Linked DNA regions of Mus musculus: region 2 is linked to region 1. The links are chromatin contacts, called in public HiChIP or PLAC-seq maps. All regions are on one chromosome and are shown on one strand. The core of a region is the stretch at or near the end of the contact, and the rest is flanking DNA. Distances in the headings are between cores, read along the strand shown.

Region 1 (7,325 bases), core at 3,212-5,711:
TTGAGAAGCACTGTACTAGAGGAGTCAGAGAGAGCTAAATGCATACCAGCTCTGCAAGGGGACCCCAGGAGAGTGTGCTCAGCTTCAGATGCCATCATAGACCAGCCAATCAGAGCAGATGCCATCATAGGCCAGCCAATCAGAGCAGATGCCATCATAGACCAGCCAATCAAAGCAGATGCCATCATAGACCAGCCAATCAAAGCAGCAGTGAGGACCCACCAGGCACCTCTGAGAAAGACCCCAGTAGAAGATGGACACCAGCAAATGCTAGAAAGAACATGAAGGGACAGGGCCCTCACAGCCATCCTTAGGGAGAACTCAGGGTGGCACAGCCATTCAGAAGACAGCTGGGTAATGTCCTACATAACTAGACATCCAGTGGCCAAACTCTTTGATACTTACCCAAATGAGTTTTTAAAAACACAACAAACAAACAAACTTAGGTCCACATAGAACCCACAGCCTTCTTTGTATTCACCAGAAATTGTCAGAAGCTGGGGGAGGGGTGCAACTCTGTGTAGCCTATGTTCTTAGAACAGCCTTGAATTTGATCCCACCACAGTAAATAAGCAAGTATGAATGGATAGAAGCGAATGAATAGCTAAACACCCCCATCGAGTGAATGGGTAAATCATGGTATATCCAGACAGTGGACTATTATTCAAGGGGGGAAAAGGGCCTTTGAGCCATGAAAAGCTACAGAGTAACTGTAGACATGTTTTATGGGATCAAAGAAGCCACCTGCTGCATAGCTACAGTCACATGATGTACAGTCACATGGAGAGGGCTGATTCTAGAGACAGGAGGAAGATGGTGTTTGCAGGGGTAGGGGACCCTGGTCAGGCAGTCCAGGCAGGATTTAATTGACTATAATCTTTCGAAAGCCCTCAGACATCAGGAGCTCTGGTCCAGCTGTAGGTGTAGGCACTATAGCAGAGGCCTGTTGAGCTGAGGAAGTCCAGATTCTTTGTCTGTGCCCTGAGGAAACTAGAGAGGTCACCGACCAGCCTGGAGGGTGTCACTGGAGGCTTTTTGAGGGGAAGAAACATGTCTGTGTTGAGACAGGAAGGAGCTAGGAAGAGAGAGAAAGCTTGTAAGCTTCAGAAGAAATGGAGTGTCAGGGCCCAGTGATGAGAGAGAGAGAGGGAAACCTGGCCGTAACCGGAAGCAGTGTTGAAAGGGACAGGCGTGAGGCCCAGACACAGTCACCAGGCTGAGACACAACAGAGCCTGTAAGCTTTGTAAGGATACCCCAGCCTTTGTGGGGACCCACGAGAGGATGAGCCTCTCAACCAGGATGTAGGGTTGGGTTCCTGCTTCAGAAGCAAGGCAAGCCAGGCTTCGCATAGAGGAGACAGAGGTGGCAGTGTGGGAGTGGAACTGGGGGTGACAGCTGAGTGAAGGTGGCAGTGAGAAGGTGCAGATGAGAAATGGAGATGGCTGAATGCTGGTCGGGGAGAGGACGGGGTCTGTAACTCTGAGGGTTCTGGCCCAGGCGAGGGTGGGAGTATCTTTAGAAGTGGAGATGGAAGAGTAGATATACTCTGAGATGCCTCAGAGCTGTGCCACGAGGCTGTTCAGTGCTAAGGTCGAGGCTGCTGAAAACGGACAGGAGCAGTGCTGTACAAATCCCCTTTAGTTGCTACGCCTTGCTTTGTTCCATCAAACTGAGTAGAACCAGAGCTGTGGAGGAACCTCTGGGCATTGTTAGATTCTAGAGTAAACATTGCACAGGCTTCCCATAATGGCAGTCATGTTAAACCATAGAGAAAAACCTGACAAGAGCCCTCAGAGCCAGTGTGCTATGAACAGCTACCCCAGACTGCAGCATTGACTCTATCAGTGCTGACTTGGGGTGCTATAAAGGTGGACCTCAGAGGCCTTGATCTCTCTTAACTCTTAGTGTTTCTATTGCTAGGGTAAAACACCATGATGCAGATGGGGAATAAAGGCTTTATTTGGCTTATGCTTCCAGGTCACAGTCCATCACTGAGGAAAGTAGGGCAGGAACTGGAGGCAGGACTGAAGCAGGGCCTTTGGAGGAGTGCTGCTTTCTGGCTTGGTCCCCGTGGCTTGCTCAGCCTGCTTTCTTATAGCACCCAGGATCACCTGCCTAAGGGATGGCCCTGCCCACAGAGGTCTAGGCCTACCCTCATCAATCATCCATCAAGAAAACACCCCACAGGCTTGCCCACAGTCAACCTGGTGAAGACAGTTTCTCTACTGAGGTTCCTCTTTCCAAATGACCCGGGCTCATGACAGAATCCAAGTTTCCCACGTGACAAATGAAGAAAGACTTGCTCATTCCCAGGCTTCCTTGATGCTCTGAGCACTCAGCTGGTCAAACTTTCCCAGCTGGAATCCCAGAGAACCCTGTACATGGATAAATACCAGCAGCATGCAGTGCTCATGAGCCTCAGTACCAAGTCAGATTCTGAAACTGTACCTTGCCAGCAGCCAGAGTGCAGACTCTGACTAGTGTGCTTGGTGGTGGTGGAGTTGTTGTCGGTGGTGGTGGGGAGGTGGTGGTGATGGTGGTAGTGGTATGAAATCTTCTGGGGTCTCGGAAGCTCTGCCTTTATTTTTTAAAACCTAGGGCAGTGGAGTTCCCCATTTACTGCTGCCTTCCTTCCTTTTTTCTTGCTGTAAAAAGACATCATAACCAAGGCAGCTTACAGTAAAAAGAGTTTATTGGGGCTTATAGTTTCAGACATTAGAGTCCATGTCCATCGTGGCAGGGAACATGGTAGCAGGCAGGCAGACATGGCGCTGGAATAATAGCTGAGAGCTCACTTCTTGATCTACAAACACAAGGCAGAGGGAGAGCTAACTGGGAGTGTCTGGGCGTTTGAGACCTCCACACCCATCCCCCATGACATACCTCCTCCAACAAAGCCAAGCCTCCTGATCCTTCTCAAACAGTTCCACCAGCTATGGACTAAGCATTCAAATATGGAGCCTATAGGGCCCATTCCCATTCCCACCATGTTGAGAAAATCTACTATCTCCCAGTAAGTGTGTAGTGTGAGGAACACAGGTACTAATATCCCCACTTTAGTGCTGAGGAAGGAGCTGGACGAAGGTGATGGATTAAACACGTGTGTCCTTCCTGGGTGGAAAGTTTCTGGAGCTTGACCCTGACTCCAGTTTGCCTCTGATGCTATTCTTAGAGTGGCCTTGAGCCATGGCAGCTGAGGGACAGGACGGGTCCCAGCTGCCTGACATACTGGCTCACCACCCTGTCAGCAGTGCTTGTCATTGGCATCCAGATGCTCCCTTACCCACTGTCGCTTTCTCCTTCCCCTCCCCATGTGCAGATAACAAGGCATCTTATGGCACTGTCCTGGAGGGGTGCTAGCCCTGCTAGCCAGGCCCCCCAGTAAGACACAGAAGCCAGCAAGGCACCTGAGACCTCTGCCCTTGCAGTCCTGAAACTTCCATGAGCTCTTGCAACTGGGAGGCTGAGGCTTAAAGAAACTTAATAAACTTCCCTAGAGTCACATCACAAAACTTGTCCAAGCGAAGATTGGAGGCCAGAGCAGTCAGTGAGACAGCCCCCCCCCCCCACTCCATTCAGCATGCAACTCTGCAAGGGTCCCACAGGTGCCCCCCTCACTGGCCTCTATAGCCTGTGGTAGTCAAGCAGCAGGGTATGGAAGTGCCCCCTCTTCCTGTGTTTACCCATCCGGTAAACAGTGTCGAGAACCCAGCCATACAGAGCCTTTGAGTTAGAGCATGGCAGAGTGGCTTTGCTGTTCAGAAAGCCAAGGTGGTGCCAGAGGGGGAGGAAGACTCGTTCTGGCCACCACACTGCACTGAGCCTCCCTCCCCCTCTCTCAGCCATTTCCTGGAAAACCTACCTAGGGAAGTCATTGCAGACCTGGGCTTGGCTTGTCAAGGACCCACCATGCATTCAGGAAGTGATTTTTTTCCTCTATTGAAAACACCAGCATTTAGTATTAACTTTTTAAATTGGTGTTTGGCAGAGCCTACGTTCTTTTCCGTCTCCATGCTCCAGGCATGTATCTCTATAACAGACATAGGCAGTTGTAAGTTCTCTCCTTGTATTCTGGAAACAAATTGGCACATTCCAGCACGAGAGGGTAGCACTTTGGCATAGCAGGGGTAGTTGGTGTTGCAGGCCACACACAAGCCTGGGGAGAAAACCCCGGAATGAACTTTGGAGGCTGCGGTTACCAGCTTCCCCTCTGTAACATGGGGATACTGGTCAACATGTCGGCCTGACATGCTTGCTGGAAGACAGTCCTTACAGACCACGGGCTCTGCTGTCTCGGGTGCGACTCACGTGAGAACTGTGGAGTGTGAAGCAGCAACCAGCTGCCTTAGCTGCCTGCACCTTCCTCCAGGAGAAGAATGCTTAGTCCACAGGCTGGACAAGCTAGATGGTGCCAGAAACCAGAGGAAACAGGGTGTGGCTGGGACAGAATGGGAAAGGGTGGCAAAATGTCACAAAGGGTGACTCATCAAGAAGTTATAGACCTGTGGTGAAGAAAGTGCTAGCACTGTAGGAAGACAAGGTGGGAAGAAGTAAAGGGTGGGCCCCTGGGACTCCTGGCACAGAGCTCTGCACCTGTGTGCTTGCCTGGTCAGCCGTGGGGCCTGCAGGAGGACCAAAATTCATGACCATGCCAGAAAGCTTAGCATGGGATGAACCATGCACTTAAGCAGGTCTGGGAAAGTTGATAATCCATCTTCTCCACTATCCACTAAGCTGCCTGCATTGCTGCTGTGCGCACAACACAGAAGCAGCCCAGACGAATGTGCTGGTCCCACAGAACTGTTTGTCACCACACCTTACTCCTACTCTGTGATGGCTAGGGAGAGGAACCCTGAGGAATAGAGCATAAGTAACTTGTCCCAAGTCCATCAGCTAAGGGCCGGTAGAGCCAGGGTTCCGTGTGCTGAAACCTCGAGACTAAAGCATCCCACAGGGCTACTCTTGCTAGGAAGAGGTTTTTATATCCCCCCACCACCACCTGTCCATCTGCTTTCTTTTGTCTGAGACCCTTTTGCTGTAGGGCAAAAGCCACCTCAAAAGAGACCTTGCATGTCCTTGCTGGAGTCAGTAGAGAACTGGGATGGGGAAGGCACTGGCAACCATCTGCTGTGTTCTTGCCTTTCTCCTAACTAAAATAGTCTGCAAAGTGATGGAGATGCTGGGGGGATTCCTAGGGACACTCGTGAATCATGGGCTCCAAGATGAGCTGACTGAGGTGCAGAGTTGTGCAGAGTAACGGAACTCTCCACAGGGTTGGGAAAGGTCACTGAGTCCTCATCCCAGGAGGAACTGCACTGAGCTGGGACGGGCTTGGAGCAGGAGTCCAGCCCCACTGCATGGCTACAGACCTAATTATTCACAGAATTTAGGCTCGGCTTCTAATGTTCATTTATATCCGAGTGGCACAGCCAAGTTTAAAAATATGACTGAATAATGAAACACTCCAGCCACACAGGGCAAACCCCAATCTAGACCTGGGTTGCAGGAGCCCGCGCTGCACACACAATAAAAAGTGTTGGCCTCTCACAGCATGAAAGCCCTTTGCATATGATCCACCCCACCCCCACCCCCACCCCACACTCCCCACCCTTGCACAGTTTGCTCTCTGGTGTTAGAAGTCTAGCCTGCTCTCTGCTAGCCAGCCAGCTGAGGCCTCAAGCCTGTGTTTTCCTGTTCTCAGACATTTATTCCTCTGTGAAGTGGACACAGGGATCCCCCAGAGGGCTCTAGCAGGGCCAGGAAGATACTGCAGGTAGTTTTGTCAAGTACTTCCCACAGGATGATGAGATCATGTTAATGTGGCTCTCAAAACTTGTAAGGGATCCAACTTCAGTCATTTCTCGTCCCTCTCCTCCCCTGGGTTATAGGGGGTCACTCAGAAGTCATGATTTGTAAATGATAGGGCCATCCATTCAAATCAGTCCCTCTCTGTTTGTCTTCCCCTGTCCTTGAAGGAGGAGAGGGGAGGATGTTCAGTCCTGATAAAATGATCCTCATACCTCAGTAGTAGTCCTCTTAGTACCTCGATGCACCATAGCATGGTAGCCACAGCTTTGTCCACCTATCCCATCCCTAAGCCTAGACCAGAACTGGGACCTTGTGACCTTCCTCACTTGAGTCTCGGAAAGTCCAGGCTGCCATTTCTCAGGGATCCCTGAGTGTGGACTTGCCTCTTGGAGGCTGGCTTCCCCATATCTGATTTATAGCGCTGCTCCTGCTCGAACTCGGAAGGAAGCATTCTAGTGATGCTGGCACGCAGCAGGCTACAAAGGTTTTAAAGTGTTGCTCTGGAAGCAAAATTGCCCCTCATGCTGTTAGAATAATTATACCCCAGTCCATCCCCCCACATAGCCAAATAGCAGTCGTGGAACCCAGCTCACATGGGAAGCCTGTGGAGGAAAGAAAGAACTGAAACAGAACCCAGCACAAGGCACAAGGACTGCAGAGGGCCTGGCGACCAGTCTTTAGTTTCCACATTGACCAGCAGTAGTCTCTTGGGTGCCCCAGCCCTTTCTTCTCCAGAAGCATGCACCCTGCATGCTCACACTGGCTGTGGTTTCAAGCTGAGCAGAAAGTACAGCTTTATCATTTTAAGTATGTAGCCCTAGGCCAAAACAGACAGGGCCATTTTCAAAACTCTGTTCAAAAGCATCTCCAGACATTCAGTTCCCTCTCGTAGCTGTCTCTCTCTCGCAAGGGACACCCTTTCCTCCCCAAGCCTTAGTCCTGATCTGTGCTCAGCTGCTGCTGGCTGCCTGGCTGTTTGGTGGGCTCCACCTAGCCCTGGCCAGCTGAGCCTTGCCTTAGCAGAAAGGCATCCAAACACAGCAGGTGAAGGGAGGCATTGCCTTCTGGCCACCAGCAATGAGGCCCTGGGAAACTAATACGGCATTTCCCTTGGAGTGTGGTGTCTTACAGAAATACAGAAGTACACATTTCTCAGAAAAGCAGAAGACTCCTAGCGAGGACTGTCTGTTTTCAATGTACTTAATAAATCCCAGGCAGTCCAGGTCTAGCAGGCCCACCATGGTCCTGTCATCTCGTAGTCTTTCTCTGTGAGCAGATGTTTGATCCAGTGCAGCAGGAACAAGCCTCCTATGTCCCACCTTCTGCTGGCTGAGTCACATCACAACTTAGTTATTTCCTGGGGAACCAAAACTAAAGCACCCTTTTGCTTTAGCTTGAGTGACTAATTTCACTCAGGAGAGATTCATGGCACATCATTCATTGGGGTTTTCCCTTCTCCTTTGTCCTGTGTTAGACACACTTGTTTGTTGTTGTGTGTAACAACTTTAAAAAGCCA
Region 2 (7,325 bases), core at 2,469-4,968, 680 kb after region 1:
TCGAGCCGGTTCATGCCGGGTGGGAGGGCAGCCTCCACCCCACCATACCACCTCCTGTCTGGGCAGGAGGGGAAGCAGCCCCCAGGTTGCTGAGGAGATGCTGTGTGTGTTGTGGGCTCTTGGGAAATGCTGGGGCCAGAGAGGAGGGAGCAGCCGACCGTGGCAGGCGCCTTAAGCAAGCTCCCCGGCAGTTGCTCCATCCACAGAACAGGGCGATGAGGCCCCAGGGTGGGGCGTTGCATCACATTCTTAGAAAGCTGCCTCTGTACCCACATTTCCATCTGGGGCCTGGGCTGGGTTTCTTTAATTGCTGCTTTTCCACTTCCAAGTTTCTGAGGACAAATCTGGACAGAGCTGTGGTGAAACGACAGTTATTAGCCAACCTTCCCGGGCGGCTAATCAGAGCTGCACAAGGCTGTAGCTCCCAAGGGTGATCTTTATAGGGAATCCACACACTTCCCCTGCAGTGGGCACTCTGCTTCCTGACACCGACCCTCAAAGAAACTGAGGCAGACCCAGGGCAAGGAAGCCGCCTACCCATGGCCAGGCAGCTTGTCCCTGGGGAAGCCCTGCCTCCCCTGAGAGAAAGTAATCTGCACTGTGGAGTCAGGCTGCAGTGATTTGGTGACCACCGTGCTGTGGGCTCCCTGCTGTCAGAGTGGCCCTTTCTCCTCCTAGGACTCAGTTTTCCTATCTGTAGAGTGGGTGGTCTCAAACAAACCACTGGTGGTCACGATTTGATTATTCCTTGTGTTTTATTTGCTGGGGTGGGATCTAGGGCATTGTTCACACTGAATCCATGCTTTCTCTGCGAGGGCAGACCCTCACCCCCAAGCCCTGCATGCACAAGATCTCTGTGTACTCCTTGGATGACCTGGAACTCCCTCTGTAGACCAGGCTGGCCTCAAACTTAAGAGACCTGCCTGCCTCTGCCTCCTGAGCGCTGTGCTCAAAGGTATTCGCCACCACAGTGGGCTCTGTCTTCACTTCTTAAGTGCCAAAATGCTTCAAGCTAAAGTTGGCTGCAAACAGGCAGGAGGAAGCTCTGTGGGATGAGGAGAACTTCGAAGACCAGACTGTGGCAACGGTTGTGCAATTTTGTGTTTTCTAATAGACCATACACTTACAAGGAGGGAATTTTATGGTCTGTAAATTATACCTCAATAAGGCTATAAAGAACAAAAAGAATGTTCTATGAAACACTAGTAATCAGACTCTGTGCTCCAAAGACCCTGGGAAACTGAGTGGCTGTATGATGGTAGACAGCCTCACACTCAGTGCAGACTGTAAGGACCCCACGTGGGCTCCCTTCCCTCCTCTGTGCCACCTACCCAACTCCCTCACAGCCCTAGGAGTATAGAGAAAGCTCTCAAGCCCTTGCTGGAGCAGAGAATGACCAAAGGAAGAGTTCCTGTGCACTGCTCTAAAACAGATTTGTTTTGTGTGTGTGTGTGTGTGTGTGTGTGTGTGAGAGAGAGAGAGAGAGAGAGAGAGAGAGAGAGAGAGAGAGAGACAGAGGCCAGAAGATGACAGAGGCCAGAAGAAGGTGTCAGATCCCTTGCAGTCAGAATTACAGGCAGGTGGTCATATGTTGTCAGATGTGGGTTGTAGGAACCAAACCCAGGTGTTCCACAAGAGCAGACAGTGTGCTTAAGCACTGAGCCACTAGACCTGGAACTGTGTGGGAGTGGATGGGTGCATTTACAACTAATCCTTCACTGAACCAACACTGAACTTGAGGTCCCTGGCAGGTGTGTGATAATGAGGTGTTGACTGTATGAAGCACTGAGTGAATGAATGAATAAATGAGTAAATGAATGAATGAATGAGTAAATGAATGAGTGAATGAATGAGTAAATGAATGAGTAAATGAATGAGTGAGTGAATGAATGAATGAATGAATGAATGAGTGAATGAATGAATGAATGAATGAATGAATGGCTTAGTGCCTCCCCTGAGGCAAGTAGAGGGGACATTTGCAAGTGCCTCCCCTGAGGCAAGTAGAGGGATGTATGTGCATATTGGATGTTACTCCAAACTCCCAACTTACAAGCAGCAGCCAGCTGAGTCAAAGGCACAGTTCTCTGGGAAGGTGACAAGAGACCCCAGGGCGTGTGTTGGGATGGAGGAAAGCTCATGTGCAGCACCCAGGTCTAGGAGAGACCAGTCACTTGTTTCTTTTTTCTTTTCTCCCTCTTTTATTTCTGTATTTTCAACCATACAGGGGATCAAACTCGGAGCCTCACACCTGTGCTCTGCCATTGAACCATATCTCCAGCCCTCCCCGGCTCGTTTCTTTGGGTAACCTCCACAGGGTTATAAGACCCTACGCACTTGGCAGTCTTGCACTATCCTCTTGAGATCTGGATTCCAAAAGAGCCTCTGACAGGCCAGAGACCCTCCCTTGACTAACAATCATCCGGGTGCCTATACTAACGGTTCTATGAGGACCACACCTAATGACAAGGCTGAGGAGTGGACCTCAGAGCCAAACATGGGTTCTGATTTTGTAATAAAAGGAGAGAACCGCCGGGCAGATTGAAATTACCCGTGTCCTCTACCCACTGGAAAGTTCCATAGCGACAAAAGATTAGAGTATCTGAGAGCAGGGGTTTCACAAAGCCAGATAAGCCCAGGGCCCCAAGCGTGGGACATGCCTGGGGTCATAGTAGGTGCAGGAAGCAGACAGAACTACACACAGGTTGGGAAACCCAGAACTGGATAATGGAATTTCCTCTGTCTCCCCTTAAACCTCTTGGCTAAGTCACCAACAGTCCTATCAGCACCAGGGCCATTTCCTGTGTTCCAGAACCTTTAGGAGCCCAGTGGCTTTGATGCAAGCCAAGGGGACAGCTTGACACAGGCACACTAACAGGACTGACACAGGACAGCCTGAGACAGGCACACTAGCAGGACTTCCCTATAAGCCCCAGCTCCAACTTCTATTGAAAGTCAATGGGATCTGGGCAGAGATGGTTCATCTTTAATCCCAGCACTCAGGAGGCAAAAGCAGGCAGATTTCTGTGAGTTTGAGCCAGCCTGGTCTACAGAGCTAGTTCCAGGACAGCCAGGACTACATGGAGAAACCCTGTCTCAAAAAGAGTAAGAAGGGATGAAGTCTCCATGGTGCGTGCTACATACTTGTTTTCTGATCAGGCCCTATTGACCCATCTGATGGTTGAAGCAACTGGGGTTGAGGTGACCTACCTACTGGCAAGTGGCAGAATTAGAATTTGAACCCAAGACTGGCTAGCTCCAAAGACCCTGATCTAGCCTCTACAAGATCCTGATCTAGCCTCTACAAGCTTTCTCAGAGAACTATGTCACCTCTCCAGACTTCCTCAGCTACAGATGTCAAACACTGAGAGGGACAGCCCTCTAGGTAGACTGAGAAGAAACAGTCTAGGTAGAATCGGCAATCCTGGTCCCGAGGGCCCTGTGTGGTCTTGACATCTGGAGATGGACTTAAGAGCCTTCAGCCAGCAAGCCAGCCCTCTGTGGGCTGGAAATGAGGCAGAGCCTGTGAGTCACCATCCTCTCTCTGTCACCTAAAGGATGGGGACAACCCCTGCCTGGCCTCCCCAGACCCTGCTTTCCCCCCTCAGTAGTGTCTGTCCACCAGCCTGGCACACTCCAAGTTAAACTGGAGTACGTGCTCAAGCGCACAGACTCCACAAACAATGCAGGGAAATAAAGTTCTTCCAGGAAACGTCATCATATTGACTCATGACAGACCCATCCATAAAACAACCCGGGTACCTGGGCCAGCTCAGGGTGCAGGCCTGAGCCTCTCTCCTCAGCTAGGAGGAAGTAGGTACTGCTGAGGGGTCAGGGGCAACTTCCCCTGACAGCCTGGAGCTTGGCTGGGGCTCTGTTTTATTTGCCAAAAGAGGGAAAAAAAGATTTTTTTTAAAAGAACGAGCCCCAAAGCCTTGTGGTCCCCGTGCCTTGTCTCAATAGCTCTATTGCAAAAGCCCATCTTCAGCCCGTGGAGTTTTGCAAGCCATTTGCCCCGTTCAGGAGAGAAACACGGCCCTCTCCAGGGGCCTGTGTCTTCATCTGTCCTTTTTGGCAAAGTGGAGTCTGCTGTGTGTGGCCTTGATCCAAGTCTATTCTCAGATGTGGGAGGCAGCACAGTGCAGAACTAAAGTGCCCAACAAATTCAGTTATGTGGGGGCCCTCGGTTTCCTCGTCTGCAGAACCTGAATAAAGTAAGATCACGTGGCATGGTACATTCCTTCCTGACCCTTTCTGAGCGACAACCTGGAGGCATGGCTTGGGAGTGTAGTGACTACCCTGTCTACATCTAGGGAGCCCGGGCTAGCTCCTTCTCTGCCTTGATTTCGTGCAGTGCCCTGGCCTGCCAGCTGCCCAGGCTGTGGCACAGCTGCAGGAATGGGTTGTCAATCAGGCTTAGGACACTGGCCTGGGAAGAATCTGAGAACCAAGATGACCGTGGATCTGCCTACACCCCCGGCTGAGCGGTGGCCACTTCTCTGTCCTCGGTTTTGAGGGACTGGGAGAGGGTCAGTGTCCCTCCTGGTTTCTAAGGTAGCACTGGGAAGATACTAGCAGTGCAGCTGGTAACTTAGTGTCCCTTGAGAGTGAGTGCAACCAGGTGCCTGCCTTCCAGTCCTCAGTCCCTGTCACTGGAGTGTCAACCCCACCCCCAGCCCCCAGCCATGCTGTGCATGGGTTTGGCCTTTGTGTGATAATACCCAGCTTGGCTCTCTCCACCAGTTCCCCCATGTGGAGGCCACGGTGCCCTCTCAGGACCATGCTCTGAGCAGACCACTCCCCTGCCTCAGCATTCCCAAGTACTAGCCCAGACTCCTAAGGTCAGCCCTCAAGTTTCCTTGACTCTTGGCCTATGCTGGGCATACCAGCTTCCTGCCACCACTCTACAGACTCATTTTCAAGCGCGTGCGGGTTCCTGACCCTAGCATGGTTTCCGCCCTGGTGCCTCATGCTCGTCTCATTGGTAAATTATTCTTTCTGTGATACTCCAATGAACTTACATTTACACTCACAAGGCCCAGCTCAGACGTCCCCTTTCTATAAAGACAGACATAAACCATTGTCGGAAAAGTTCCTCTCTTCTCTGTGCTTCCACACACACCCTGTCCATCAGACCGTCTCCTATGCTTTCTTCTACTGAAGACGGAACAGGATAGATAGGACCTGCAGCTGCTCCAGCCCCATGATCCCAGCCTGCAGCAGGTTAGCCTAGCACGCAGTTCCTCACTGGAGGGAGGGAGGGCAGCCTGGAGGATATGTTTGTAGGCCGAGGGCTGCCCTCCTCCTGACCTCTTTACCTACAGGAAGTGGCCAAGACCAAGGCTCTCCGCTTTCGTCTTCATAACCTTCTTTAGTACTGAGAGCTACTCTGAGGCTGGGATTTTCTTCAAAACTCCAGCAAGGCAGGCATGTGGAGATGGGGGAACAGCTGTACACAGCCGCGCAGAGGTGAGGGGTGACAGGGCTCCGGCTGGGCTACATCCTACCCCTCTCCAGCTCCCTGGCAGTCATGCCAGTCCTGCACCCCTGCCTCCCAGGCTGTAAGAATAAGGCAGCAACTGACTTTTCAGGGATAGGCAAGACTGTATAGGTCAAAGGTTGTACAGACCACTTCTCCACCCCATCCCCCCACCCCACCCCCAATTCTTCCTCCTCTTCTACTTCTTCTGTGTCACCTTATCTGACCTGGAATTTGCAATGTAGAAGGCCAGGATGGCTGACCTTGAACTCACAGAGATCTGCCTTCCTCTGCTTCTAATGTGTTGGGGTCATGCACTGGCCTGGAGCTTGTCATGACTAGCCAGAGAGCCCCAGAGATCTGCCTGTCTCTGCCTTCCCAGACATTGAGATTACAAAGCACACCACAATGCCTACTTTGTTTGGTTGGTTGAGTGTTTGTTTGTTTGTTTGTTTGTTTTTGTTTGTCCCCCACCCCCACCCCCGAGACAGGGTTTCTCTGTGCAGCCCTGGCTGTCCTGGAACTCACTCTGTAGACCAAGCTGGCCTGGAACTCAGAAATCCGCCTGCCTCTGCCTCCCAAGTTCTGGGATTAAAGGTGTGTAACACCATTGCCCGGTGCCTACTTTGTTTTTAAACGTGGGTTCTGGAGGTTGAAATCAGGTCCTCTTCCATACAAACCCTTTACCGTCTGAACTACCCACTTAGATTGTCAGAACACCCTCACTGCCTCCAGTGCTTTCCTTCCTCCAACAGCAACCATGCAAGCTGTCCCAGAGTCAGGATTCTTGGATATCCCTAAATGTACAGTACCCTGTCCTTCGACAGAGCCAGCATTGACTGGAAGCCCCACTAACTTGTTTGCCCACGGGGTCTTTGTGGCCCGCTGATGCATACCTGCATTTTAAAAGGTTTTAATGTGTCACTGTTTAATCCTTCCTGGGGAGATATTTTCTAGATGATAGCAATATTTTGTACATAATATACTTATTTAGTATCGAGAACATGGGGGAAGGTGAAGTCAGCGCACAGCCAGGGAGGCTCCTTTGCAGCCCAGGTCAGGTGGGAGGGAAGAAAGAGGCACCTGACCTGGGAGCAGTGACTTCCGGGAACCACCGCCGGTCCAGGCAGTGTCTGGGACACTTCCTAAGGATTGTGACCTGTGGTGGCAAGTGGGAAGACTAATTAAAGGAAACCAAAGATAAGTGGAGCTCCTCCCCCCTCCCAACCCAAGCACACTTGACTTTCTGCTACTGATACCCGGCAAACTACAGGCAGGCTTTGCGTTGTTGCTTGTTTGCAGTATGGTTTTGTTTGTTTGTTTGTTTGTTTGTTTGTTTGAGACAGGATCTCAGAGAGTCTAGGCTGGCCTCAAACTCCATAGGTAGTCAAGGATGGTCCTGAACCCCTAGTCTACACCTCCCAAATCCTAGGATTACAAGTCTGTACCACCATGTCAGGGTAATGTGGTAGCAGGGATGGAACTCAGGGCAAAGAAGTCAGGGAATCTGTCTGTCTGGACCCAGGTAGGCACTCTCCACCTGGAGAAGTGGGAGACCAGAAAACAACAACAACAGCGCACACACACACACAATTCCTCAAAAGTCAGATGGGGGGGACTGGGCCCTTCATTGTATGCCTTTCTAGCCATGTTGTTTGTGCACTGGCTGCAGGTGAGAAGCCTGTGACCAGTGGTGCAAGGGACAGAGGTGCCCTGCACAGCAATTTCTAGAGGAATGGAAACAGGCAGTGGTAGAATGGCCCAGAAGGTGTCTGAGGAACAGGCAACGCTACTGGAGCTCGGGGGAGACAAAGGGCAGAAACACTGGAAGAGGGGATTTCTTTCCAAC

Evidence for each region. HiChIP or PLAC-seq counts read pairs in DNA pulled down with a chosen protein or histone mark.
Region 2: an H3K27ac HiChIP or PLAC-seq map of acute myeloid leukemia shows a contact between it and region 1, with 2.8 times the contacts expected there. The contact joins two enhancer-like sites. A contact is called at or near these places in 1 of 39 promoter capture datasets (hippocampal neurons) and 2 of 115 datasets of contacts at active chromatin or transcription factors (acute myeloid leukemia and pancreatic cancer cells).

Annotation. Positions count from the first base shown.
Region 1 is chr6:114,835,865-114,843,189 of GRCm38.p6, forward strand. The region is part of intron 18 of Atg7 (autophagy related 7); the gene reads left to right. Among named protein-coding and RNA genes, the nearest start is that of Vgll4, 82 kb to the right of the region's middle. Within about 2 kb of position 4,462, at least 51 of the 459 cell types and tissues checked have an H3K27ac peak or open chromatin away from gene starts, as enhancers often do. A contact at or near this core is called in acute myeloid leukemia, where this site is marked.
Region 2 is chr6:115,519,318-115,526,642 of GRCm38.p6, forward strand. It overlaps Gm36301 (a long non-coding RNA gene), which reads right to left and starts at 184. Exons shown (of 4, transcript XR_869373.2): 1 at 1-184. Gm36355 (a long non-coding RNA gene) reads right to left here. Exons shown (of 7, transcript XR_869382.3): 7 at 6,095-7,325. Within about 2 kb of position 3,719, at least 61 of the 459 cell types and tissues checked have an H3K27ac peak or open chromatin away from gene starts, as enhancers often do. A contact at or near this core is called in acute myeloid leukemia, where this site is marked.